Regions from separate parts of the Mus musculus genome. Here region 2 is linked to region 1. A link is a contact called in public Hi-C data. All regions are on one chromosome and are shown on one strand. Each heading gives the region's core, a stretch centred on a gene start, on an enhancer-like site or on the middle of the called end of the contact. The rest is flanking DNA. Distances are from core to core; before and after follow the strand shown.

Region 1 (6,429 bases), core at 1,251-3,750:
AAGAACAGTATACATTCTTAACAACTGAGCCATCTCTCCAGCCTCTATGACTTCTAATTTTATACTATACCCTGTTCTTATGTGTTGCCACTATATTTTGTAGGGTGAACCTGGGAGAGTGGAGCCTAAAAATAGCCAATTGTATTCAGAGCATCAGACAGTTTATGTTCTGAGGGCAATTGTAAGTGGGAAGCAAGGTCATATGAATAAAGTTCACTTGGGTTTAAGTTGTAGACAAGAAGACAACTCATGGTTGGAGACATCATTCTGAATAATAAAGGGTGAGATGATGGATGTCTAAATTAATAACCGGCTGAAGCTTTGATTGGTCAGGTTTATTGAGGAGGGGTTTGGAGTCAGAGGTCAACCATTTAGCAAATTTTTCTCTAAGGGAGTAAAACTTAATTCTCTGGGACTGGTGACAAACTCTCTGGGGCCAGTGCAGAGCAAGGGAGCAAAATTTAATTCTCTGGGGCTGATGAAAAGGGAGGCAAACACACACACACACACACACACACACACACACACACACACACACGCACACAGTGGATGAAGCAAGGTTTCAACAAGCTCCAACAACTTTATTTTTTCTCCCACAACTTATATATACTAGCAAAATCTTTCAAGCAATATAAAATATACAATGTGGTTACCTTCTATTTTTCTTTTAAGTGAATGAGTATAATGAATATATATGTATGTATATAAACACACACATATCACATTCCTCAATGCCCTTACATGATTAAACATTTTCCATATTACAAGTGAAAAACTAATATTTCAAAAAACCCACATCCATTCATGTCTAAGCAACTTGTTACAGATTCACAAAGTGTAAGCAAGCAACATTATTTTTCTCAGCCAGTTTCTTTTACTGGCAGGCAGCAATTCGAGGTTATAAAGAAAGGGTAATTCATCTTAGTATTTATCTTAAAAAGTAATCTTATAAAAAAATTCTTCAAAGATCATAAATCTAAACTTTTATATGAAAAAACAGTCATTTCTACTTTAAATCCCCAGAGTGTGCACATTCAACATAAAAAAAAAAATCAGGAAGCCAAGGGCAAAAATGGGTTCAAGAAATGAATCATCACCTTCATCATCAGCCCGTCTGCTAGTACTGGCCGGGCTGCCATTGTCCTTATTCCCTGTCCTCAAAAAAAAAAAAAAAAAAAAAAAAAAAAAAAAATCCCTTGCTCGATTATCAAAAGTGTGCTTTTCTGAATTTTTAAATTGTTCCCCAAGTTTTCTATATCAAAACCATTAAAGGAGCCTATTAACCTACCTTTACTAGCAATCTACATCTCTGCATTTTTTTCTAAGGGTGGTGGTTGAATGACTAATCGGCTCCACTAGCAATACTCGGAAAATAGCAATCACTATTATTGTAAGTGCCAATAACACTACCCAGTGAGGAGATGGAAACCCCTTATAGTCTTCATACAGCTCATAGATGATAAAGATTCTGATGACCAGGAAGGCAACAAGGAGAGAAAAACTCCACAAGAGCAGGAAGTCCTCCTCAGGGCACATAGTCCTCAGGGCTCTGCCTCTCCAAGGCGCACACATCATGACTGTGCTAGCCAGTGGGCAGCATTCCGTGAGTTCTAAAGCTGTTTTGCTGCTCCTCTGGCACGACACCCAGTAAAACCCATTTCTGTTATTATATGAAATAGGCACGGAAGCACATCCTAAGAACAATTCAAGTCATGGAGGAACGGAGATTACAACTCTTGGACTGTGTGAGGTTTAAAATATTGTCTGTAGATAAAGGAAGGTGCTAAGATGGTGGTGTTATGAGCGCTGGCAGTTGTGTATGTGTGTCTGAATCATACAAAGCTGCTGGGTAGTTAAGAGTCATGTCCTTACAGGCACAGTGCTTACTTCACATAGCATAGCTCTTTTGTAGCCTCCCAGTTTTAGTTTCAATGACCTTTTTATTTCACTTTTTTGTTTTTAAAATATTTGACATGGCCAGGGGTAGTGGCACACATCTTTAGATTTATTTATTTTATGCATATGAGTACACTGTTGCTGTCTTCAGACACACCAGAAGAGGGCATCAGATCTCATTACAGATGGTTGTGAGCCACCATGTGGTTGCTGGGAATTGAACTCAGGACCTCTGGAAGAGTAGTCCATGCTCTTAACCACTGAGCCAACTCTCCAGCCCCTCAGTGACCTTTTTAAACAGTGATGCTGAAGCTCTTAGAGCATTAGGGTACCATTCATACAGATATATATCAGTGTATCTAATCTGCTTCTAAATGACAGTCTATACATTGAAGACAGCTGTCAGTTCTGTAGTTACGGGAATGCTGATGAAGTAGTCCTGTGTGAGACCCTAAGCCAGTGTGTAGACAGCATCTTTCCAATTCAGAACATGCAAACCTGTGCTGGAGTGATGGCTCAGCAGTTAACATCCCTGACTGCAGTTCTAAAGGTCCCGGGTTTAAATCCCAGCAACTGCATGGTGGCTCTCAATGCTCTGAGGTGGTTTTCGCTGCTCTATTGTGGCTGTCTGAACACAGTGACAGTGCACCAATAGTAATAAAATCAATACACCTTTAATAGGAAAAAAAAAAAAAAGAACGTGCAAACCTGAAGCTTTGTGACCTGGCCTTGCTGCTTGTCTGTCTGTACTCCTATTGTACATTTTCTTGTCCAGCCTTTGTTTCACTCATGTTTACCATCTTAGTATTTCCAGATACTTATGTTTATGGTTAGTACTTAACATTGTCCTACCCAGAATTCTCACCTCCCTCATTTCGGTCAAAGCTCAGGCCAGATGCTATTTTAGTCAAGATATCAATAGCTACTATATAGTAAGATTATTTGCTCTCTCCATTTTCTAAGCACTTAATGTAGAATTTGAAATTTGTAACAAACTACAAGATTTAAGAGTATTTCATAGTCCAAGGAGCTCTAGGAAAGGCTATGTTGTAGATTAGTTGATTCAATCCACTTAGAAATAAGATATTAACTCCTTGCATGCTATATCCACTCCAGTAGTGACAAGTGCGACAGGCCCTAAAACCTGGGTGCTGTCCTGAGGCGAAAAGTTCACAGAAACTTAGTCTCCTAGCATCCTGTATAAAGAATGCTCCAATGTCCTTGCTTTAGTTGGTAAACAGATCTGTGTGCTTTCCCTTAATATTGCTTTATTACAAGTGCTCCTAAGGATTGATATTTTGACTTATAGCTAAGTTAGATTCTAGGCAGTCCTTGATCAGACCTTGGGCATGGATAGCTAAGTCACTGCCCTACACAGAAATTTACCATTATCTAGGAAGAAGGAAGTTTGTGACCTAAAGAGGAACCAGAGTAGATACTTAGAACCGTAGATAGTTGCGCTACACCCATACACAAGTATTTACAATGGCCTAAGGGGAAGGTGGACTTTACAATAGACTAGAATAGGAACTAGGCATGAAGCCCTTGCCCCTGGCTTCTAACATTAAGTGGACCTTAGGTGGAGCTGTTTTTGATTCCAGTTGTTAACATTGAATTTTATCCCAGTTGGTTCCTGCTAGTGCTTCCGTGTTTGCATTCCTCTGTTTTGTGTAAGAATCCAGTAACCTCTTTGTACCTTGCTGGTGTGTCACCCAACTTCCCTATTTTCTTCTATATAAAAAGTTTGATGCTCGATTTGACAAATTACATTCAGATTCTACACAATCTTGTGTGTCGCTTCTGTTTGTCACTCCTTGACCACCTGCAACCAGAGACCCATTCCACGCAGATAAGAGACCCAAAAAGGGGATAGTCTGTGGCACTTACATGGGTATTTTGTTCCCCATTCTAAGGAGGGACGAAGTATTCACCCTTTGGTATTCCTTCTTCTTGAGTTTCATGTGTTTTGCAAATGTATCTTGGGTATTCTAAGTTTCTGGGCTAATATCCACTTATCAGTGAGTGCATATCATGTGAGTTCTTTTGTGATTGGGTTACCTCACTAAGGATGATATTCTCCAGATGCATCCATTTGCCTAAGAATTTCATAAATTCATTGTTTTTAATAGCTAAGTAGTACTCTATTGTGTAAATGTACCACATTTTCTGTATACGTTCCTCTGTTGAGGGACATCTGGGTTCTTTCCAGCTTCTGGCTATTATAAATAAGGCTGCTGTGAACATAGTGGAGCATGTGTCCTTATTACAAATTGGAACATCTTCTGGGTATATGCCCAGGAGAGGAATTGCTGGATCTTCTGGTAGTACTATGTCCAATTTTGTGAGGAACCACCAGACTGATTTCCAGAGTGGTTGTACCAGCTTGTAATCCCACCAACAATGGAGGAGTGTCCCTAGACTGCCCCATCCGGGGATCCATACCATAAACAACCACCAAACGCAGACACAATTGCATATGCCAGCAAGATTTTGCCCACAGGACCCTGATATAGCTGACTCTTGTGAGGCCATGCCAATGCCTGGCAAATACAGAAGTGGATGCTTAGAGTCATCTATTTGGATGGAACACATGGCTCCCAATGGAGGAGCTAGAGAAAGTACCCAAGGAGCTGAAGGTGTCTGCAACCCTATAGGAGGAACAGCAATATGAACTAACCAGTACCACCAGAGCTTGTGTCTCTAGTTTCATATGTAGCAGAAGATGGCCTAGTCGGCCATCATTGGTAGGAGAGGCCCTTGGTCTTGCGAAGATCATATGCCTCAATACAGGGGAATACCAGGGCCAGGAAGTGGGAGTGGGTGGGTTGGAGAGCACGGTGGGGGGAGGGTATAAGGGACTTTTGGGATAGCATTTGAAATGTAAATGAAGAAAATATCTAATAAAAAATGAAAAAAAAAGATATTAAAAATTTTGGAGGTGTGCATGGTTTGCTTGGAGACTCCTCCATGTGTTTAATCTGAGAAGCCTTTGTTGGGCATCTCTAGGTAGACACTCCTCTAGTTATGCTTGAAAGATGTGCACTTGGTGTGTGTTTTGCTGTGGGTGTATGATGAACCTTAATGAAGTTATTCCTTGTTCACTTAGAGAATGTCCATGCACACAGAAGCTGCAGAAGTGCTGCTGGAGAGGAGAGGCTGTGGAGGCGTCATAACGCTCAACAGACCCAAGTTCCTCAACGCACTGAGTCTGAATATGATCCGGCAGATCTATCCACAGCTAAAGGTCTGCAATAGTCTGAATGCATCAGGTCAAGCCTTCTGAAGTCCATTGTAGGAGAACATTCCTGGTATTTCACTGTAGGACCCTGCTACATCAGCACCAATGATGCTTTCCCGTGGAATCTATTCCACTTACTGTCTTAGGAGACACCTTTTCCTTCACTTAGCTCTTACATGTTTCTCTTTGTGTTCTGCCACATCTTCATCTCACTGATCTTTTAGACAGAGTTCCTAGAGATCAGTGTACTGAATGAAAAGAAGAAAGAAAAAGGAAGGACATGACTGTCCCTAGGTATGGTGTACAAGAAGGTTTACTGTAGATAAATGGGCTATCAGAGCCAGAGGCAGGATATTTGGGAGAATCCAGGAGACTAACAGAGTAAAGGGGAGACAAAAATGGGCAGGGTAACTAAAATGGCTGCATTAAATGGGAAAGGTCAGCTGGAGGAAGGACAGTCCAGGGCCTACCTAGCCTAGAGAAATTTAGGTTAGAGGACAGAGTATGCCAGCCACACCCTGTAACAGGACTGAAGGATGCTGGGAGAACCTGGCAGCTATGTCCTCATTCATAATTTAAAGAGGCACCTCAGTTAGCCATTTGTCCTAGGTTTGAGACCTAACATACCTAGGTTTGAGACCTCATACATCATGAGTCTGATCTGCTTCTTCATGACAGCCTTTTGGATTGAAGACAACTTTGTCTTTCCATTTTTTTTTTAAACAGAGTCTAGCTAGGCAGCCCAGGCTGGACTCAAAATCTTCTTGCCTGTGCCTCCTCCTTGCTGGGACTGGCGTTTGTACTTCCATGCCCCAGGACTCAGCCGTCTTACATTGCTTGGCCAACTCCCTCTTTCTTTGCTGCTTGGCACCCCTTATTCCTCCTAGCCCCTCGTCCTTTATATTTCTTAGCCATCCTTAAATCCTTAGGTAGGCTTTTAAAGTGAAATGCTTGGGACATTAGAAAAGTATAGGGCTAAAAGTCAGGCATGTATTAAAAACTTGGATTTCTGCATATTAACTCTGTAGGCTGGGCATGATAATCTCTGTACCCCAGCATTCCTCAGCTGGGAGAAATGAGAATGATGGTCTATCTCTCTGCCACTGATCTGCACCCCACACTCTTATTGTGCTGACTTTATTACTTGACCTCATGAAACTCCCATCACCCTCAAATTTAAAAAACTTTGTAAGAACTTGTCTGTGTAAGAACTTTTTTTGGTATAACAGAGTCCTGTCTTGCATGGGAGAAAGACTATTGGTGCACAACATACCAGCATTCTTTGGGTTGATTTG
Region 2 (6,429 bases), core at 2,286-4,785, 81 kb after region 1:
GGTAGTGTGCCCTTCCCCCAGCCTTGAGTTGGCTAAACAAGTCTCCAATGCTGGAGCCAGCTTCCCTAAATTTACGTCTTCCTGCCTGAGACCTAAGGGACTGTCCACCTGATGAGCTACTGCTGAAGAGCCTGTTTTGCAACAGAATCCAGCCAAAATAAAGATGGGCTTTTGGGGTTTGCCTATATAAAAGCAGAGTTGAAAAATTAATATTTGAGTCCTGATCAGAAACTTTGTTTTGGCTGGTTATTTTTCTTGTCCGCCCATTCTACTCCATTCCCAGCTCTTTTTCCATGTATATCTGGTTCTCCATGGTCACTGGATGGCTACAGTTGGTGCCCAACATGGGGTTGGACACAGAGAGACCAACTGAGGGACGCTGTCTTCAGTGGAGTTCCACAGAAAACAGTAGAAGTTCTGTATCCCGCACGGTGGTAAGCAACATACAGCATTAATGTTAGCACTATAAATTTAATTTTTTGAAGGCTGTTTATTGCAAGGGTGCAAAAAGGATACAGGCTAGTCTGAGTCAGAGTCGGCCCAACACTGATATCAGCTAGCAGTGACAGCACATTGGTATGAGGGGTTCTATACAGGCAATTGTCTGCAGTCAAGAACTGCATCAGGTGAGAGGAGTAGGGCATAAAATAAAATAAAATAAGTAAAAAACAACAACAAAAAAGGAGATGCTAGATATACAAATGACATGAGAGAGAGAGAGAGAGAGAGAGAGAGAGAGAGAGAGAGAGAGAGGCTGGAGAAATGGTCAGTGATTAAGAGCACTGACTGCTCTTCCAAAGGTCCTGAGTTCAATTCCCGGCAATCACATGGTAGCTCACAACCATCTGTAATGGGGATCTGATGCCCTCTTCTGGTGTGTCTGGAGACAGCAACAGTGTACCCACATACATGAAATAAATAATTCTAAAAAAATAAATAAATAAAAATGAATTTAAAAAAAGACCAGCCTGGGTTAGGTTGGCTGATGTAAGAGAGAAGGAAAAGGAATTTCAGAACTCTCCTAGGGACAGGAGGAAATTGGGAGATGCCCTGCTTCTTCTCTGGCCCCTACAGGAGACATCCTTAGTTCTGTTTACATCAAGTTCTCTTCCCTCTTTGTATTATCTGTCTTTGGTACACCAATCTGTCCATGTGTCAGTTTGTATCTGTTTTTGTTGTATTGTCTGAATGACTGTTGTTGTAAGTTTCATGTTGAAAAGAAAAAATGGTTAAAACTTTATCAGCTGGCTTTCCATCTCTTGATTCAGTCTCAGTCTGCACAGCAGAGGCTGATTTAAGTTGCCCTCCACTCTTAGCCAGGAGGAAGCATGGCAGAAGCTCTGATGAAAAGCTGCTTTTAAAGAGGGCCTCAAGTTCTAAGGCAAATAAGCTGATAGGTTTGTTTTTTGTTTTTTTTCCTAGAAAAATCTCTGCAATTGTGATTATTGGGTTCAGCAAATGACAAAGTGCTTTTTCTCTTGAAATTATATCTAGAAAACGTAAAAATTTTGTTTGGTCTAAACATATAGCCCCTTCATTTTGTTTCTGACTGGTCTTAAAGGTATAAATATGTTCTGCATGTCCTGGTCATAGAGTATTGGCCTATCCTGATAGTTGTAAAGGGTTTGCTTCTAGTGAGCTTATAATCATTGGAAAGTTTTGCCTCTGGGAATAGCCAATAGCCTTACATTATGTTAAAAAAAAAAAGATTGTTTCTGCTTCAATACAATAAGTTTGAATCCTTCAGAGTATAATATTCATTATATGGATATTTTATTAGCTAATCCCTCTGAAGGGGAATCTTACTACAAACATTTGTTCTTATACAATGAGCTTTAAAATTTTTGGAGTAGTTGTTGCTCCAGAAAAGATTCAGAGCAATATCCTTTTCAATATTTGGGGCCTTAGTTATATCCTAGAAAAATCATGGCACAGAAAATTCAAGAAAGAAAAGATGATTTGCTTACTTCAAATTGTTTTCAAAAGCTTCCAGGAGATGTTAATTGGCTAAGAGCTCACCTTTAGCTCCCCACAGGAGGACTTCAGCATTTGTTGGATGTTATCAAGGGGGATGTGAATTAACTGGTGAGGGATGAATAGCTTTAAAGAATGTAGAAGAAGCTGCTATAATCAATTGTTGGCTATTTATGTTATTGTTACTCAATGTGCCCACAGCAATTCTTTGGCAAAAAAAGAGCATTAATGTAGATTATTCTTTCTTCATTTCCAAATAAAGCTTTAACATCTTATTATGAAGCTGTTGTGGGATGAATAAAGAATTATAGGATAGAATCATGAAAGTATTTTGGAAAGAATGTCTTAAGAACCTGACTAAACATTCTAAGTATGCTTTTGTATTTCCTGTAAATTTATGCATGCATCCCATAAAGAATGCATCTACTGTATTTATAAACAGCCCTTCTATGGGAGAGAAGTATATGTGATTGGATCACATGTTTATTCTCACGAGTTTCCGTCTACTATAGCACAAATAATCAAGCTACATGCTGTAACCACTGTTTTTAAAGTGTTGAAAAATCAAGCTTTAATTTGTATATTGATAGCCAATATATATATTGCTTACAATTGCTTAAAATTATTCCTTTTTTAGACACTGCTAATTCTCAAATTTTACAATTGTTTATGCATAAACAACTCAAGTTAAGAGAAAGTACTGTTCCTTTAAAGGACTGTCTTTGGACATTTAAGAGTTCATCCTGAACTGCCTGGACCAGATCCCTTGTGGCAATGCCACAGCAGATTTGTACCCTGCCGCAGACCCTCTGGGTCCCTGTGTCTGCGTGGAACAGGGTCTCTCCACGCGGGTGGGCAAAGCGTGGATGAGCGACAAACAGACACACACAGGAGAGTTCGTGTAGAATCTGAGTGTAATTTTACAACTCGAGCATCAGACTTTTTATGCAGAGGACAATAAGGAAGTTGGGTGACATATTCGCAAGGTACAATTGAGGTAACCGGAATCTTACATAAAACAGAGGAATGCAAACACAAAAGGTCTAACAGGAACCACCTGGGATAGAATTCATTGATAACAGCTGGGATCAACAAGGGTTCCACCTAAGATTCACTAATCTTAGAAGCCAGGGTCAAGGGCTTCGCGCCCTTGCCATAGTTTCTATTTTAGTCTCTTGTATAGTCCACCTTCCCCTTAGGCCATTGTAAATACGAGTGTATGGGTGTAACTCTGCTACAGTTCTAAGCATCTATTTTGGTTTCTCCTTTGGTCTGAAACTTCCTTCTTCCTTAGTGATGGTAAATTCCTGTGTAAGGAGTGACTTAGCTTTTACAATCTTACTGAATTCCAAGACCATGATCTTGCTCAAGGACATTTCTAGGACTGTTGGAACACTGGCGGAAGGCTTTAGCCATGTCAGAATTCAATTTTAAAAAGCACTTATAATAGGAAAATACTCAAAGAGAGCACGTGGATCCATACACTAGACTAACGCGGGAATGGAAAATTAATGTATGGGTAGGGAATGCTAGACTCCAGGAGGAGAGTTTCCTTGAAACTCTTTTGCCTCATGAGTGACTTTTAAGCCTTTCGGCTTGTCCAGCTGACTCGACCAGAGAGCGTAACAGTACCCAAGGCAGATTGAAGGCCTTACACAAGAACAATTGGCCATATAATCTAATTCTTTACATCATCAAAATAGTAATGGCTTGAGACAATAATCTGATATTTTTAGAGAATGTGCATATCAAATTGTAAAGACTTGTTCTCAGTGTCCTCAGTTTCTACCTGTACCATGAATGGTGTTAATTTCTTAGGGCTTATACTTAATCAATTTTTGCAAGTAGAGAAGCAACTAAAAATGTAGTTATCCACCATGGCAGTTATTCATCACTATGAAGAAATACATTGGATGCATATTCATATGTCCTTTGGGGCTTTGGGCTGAATGGGAAGAAGGTGTGCTAATGAAGGCTAGTAGCCAGAGACTACTAGCAACTGTGGTTCTTGAGCTCCTATCAACTTAGGACAGAGTTGGCGCCAAAAGGCTGTGTTTGTTTAAATAAACACAAACAAGCTGTGCATGTTCTTAAAGATGGGTAAAAAGGAGTGATATAGATTCAGACCTAAGCCAGGCTCCAGTTGCCAGCCACCATATTTCCCAGACAGGATCAGAGCATAAGTAAATCTTGTGCTTCCTGTCCAGTTTAAAAAATAAAAAAAAAGGGAACTGTGCCCTTCCCCCAGTCTTGAGTTGGCTAAACAAGTCTCCAATGCTGGAGCCAGCCTACCTACATTTACATCTTCCTGCCTGAGACCTAAGGAACCGCCCATCTGAAGAACTGCTAAAGAACTAGTTTTGCAACAGAATCCAGCTGAGACAAAGCAACAGAATCCAGCCAGAACAAAGGATGGGCTTTTGGGTTTTCCCCCTATAAATTCAGGGTTAAAAAATTAAACATTGAGCCATGATCAGAGAAACTTTGTCTTAGCTTGTTATTTCTCCTGTCCACCCATTCTATTCCATCCCCAGCTCTTCTTCCAGGTATACCCAGTTCTCCATGGCCACTGGACAACTACAGTATAGTATTCAGCAATTAAAAAAAAAAAAATGTGGGGAGGCGACCTAAGCCACAGCAGCAGCGGTCGCCATCTTGGTCCGGGACCCGCCGAACTTAGGAAATTAGTCTGAACAGGTGAGAGGGTGCGCCAGAGAACCTGACAGCTTCTGGAACAGGCGGAAGCACAGAGGCGCTGAGGCAGCACCCTGTGTGGGCCGGGGACAGCCGGCCACCTTCCGGACCAGAGGACAGGTGCCCACCCGGCTGGGGAGGCGGCCTAAGCCACAGCAGCAGCGGTCGCCATCTTGGTCCGGGACCCGCCGAACTTAGGAAATTAGTCTGAACAGGTGAGAGGGTGCGCCAGAGAACCTGACAGCTTCTGGAACAGGCAGAAGCACAGAGGCGCTGAGGCAGCACCCTGTGTGGGCCGGGGACAGCCGGCCACCTTCCGGACCAGAGGACAGGTGCCCGCCCGGCTGGGGAGGCGACCTAAGCCACAGCAGCAGTGGTCGCCATCTTGGTCCGGGACCGCCGAACTTAGGGAATTAGTCTGAACAGGTGAGAGGGTGCGCCAGAGAACCTGACAGCTTCTGGAACAGGCGGAAGCACAGAGGCGCTGAGGCAGCACCCTTTGTGGGCCGGGGACAGCCAGCCACCGTCCGGACCAGAGGACAGGTGCCCGTCCGGCTGGGGAGGCGGCCTAAGCCACAGCAGCAGCGGTCGCCATCTTGGTCCGAGACCCGCCGAACTTAGGAAATTAGTCTGAACAGGTGAGAGGGTGCGCCAGAGAACCTGACAGCTTCTGGAACAGGCAGAAGCACAGAGGCGCTGAGGCAGCACCCTGTGTGGGCCGGGGACAGCCGGCCACCTTCCGGACCGGAGGACAGGTGCCCACCCGGCAGGGGAGGCGGCCTAAGCCACAGCAGCAGCGGTCGCCATCTTGGTCCCGGGACTCCAAGGAACTTAGGAATTTAGTCTGCTTAGGTGAGAGTCTGTACCACCTGGGAACTGCCAAAGCAACACAGTGTCTGAGAAAGGTCCTGTTTTGGGCCTTCTTCTTCGGCCAGGAGGAGGTCCAAATACAAGATATCTGCGCACCTTCCCTGTAAGAGAGCTTGCCAGCAGAGAGTGCTCTGAGCACTGAAACTCAGAGGAGAGAATCTGTCTCCCAGGTCTGCTGATAGACGGTAACAGAATCACCAGAAGAACAATCTCTAAACAGAGTCAACTATAACTACTAACTCCAGAGATTACCAGATGGCGAAAGGTAAACGGAGGAATCTTACTAACAGGAACCAAGACCACTCACCATCACCAGAACCCAGCACACCCACTTCGCCCAGTCCAGGGAACCCCAACACACCTGAGAACCTAGACCTAGATTTAAAAGCATATCTCATGATGATGGTAGAGGACATCAAGAAGGACTTTAATAAATCACTTAAAGAAATACAGGAGAACACTGCTAAAGAGTTACAAGTCCTTAAAGAAAAACAGGAAAACACAATCAAACAGGTAGAAGTCCTTACAGAAAAAGAGGAAAAAACATACAAACAGGTGATGGAAATGAACAAAACCATACTAGACCTAAAAAGAGAAGTAGACACAATAAAGAAAACTCAAAGCGAGGCAACACTAGAGATAGAAACCCTAGGAAAGAAATCTGGAACCATAGATTTGAGCATCAGCAACAGAATACAAGAGATGGAAGAGAGAATCTCAGGTGCAGAAGATTCCATAGAGAACATCGGCACAACAATCAAAGAAAATGGAAAATGCAAAAAGATCCTAACTCAAAATATCCAGGAAATCCAGGACACAATAAGAAGACCAAACGTACGGATAATAGGAGTGGATGAGAATGAAGATTTTCAACTCAAAGGTCCAGCAAAC

What was found. A called contact is a pair of places that touch in the nucleus more often than the background predicts.
Region 2: a Hi-C map of 8-cell embryo shows a contact between it and region 1, with 2.9 times the contacts expected there. The contact joins two enhancer-like sites. A contact is called at or near these places in 1 of 39 promoter capture datasets (embryonic stem cells), 4 of 484 Hi-C or Micro-C datasets (8-cell embryo, the G1E-ER4 cell line, cerebral cortex and 1 more) and 1 of 9 other capture datasets (embryonic stem cells).

The regions. Positions count from the first base shown.
Region 1 is chr1:52,855,026-52,861,454 of GRCm38.p6, forward strand. It overlaps Hibch (3-hydroxyisobutyryl-Coenzyme A hydrolase), which reads left to right. Exons shown (of 14, transcript NM_146108.2): 3 at 5,003-5,140. Among named protein-coding and RNA genes, the nearest start is that of Hibch, 13 kb to the left of the region's middle. Within about 2 kb of position 2,501, at least 21 of the 459 cell types and tissues checked have an H3K27ac peak or open chromatin away from gene starts, as enhancers often do. A contact at or near this core is called in 8-cell embryo, where this site is marked.
Region 2 is chr1:52,934,921-52,941,349 of GRCm38.p6, forward strand. The region is part of intron 1 of 1700019D03Rik (RIKEN cDNA 1700019D03 gene); the gene reads right to left. Among named protein-coding and RNA genes, the nearest start is that of 1700019D03Rik, 15 kb to the right of the region's middle. Within about 2 kb of position 3,536, at least 1 of the 459 cell types and tissues checked has an H3K27ac peak or open chromatin away from gene starts, as enhancers often do. A contact at or near this core is called in 8-cell embryo, where this site is marked.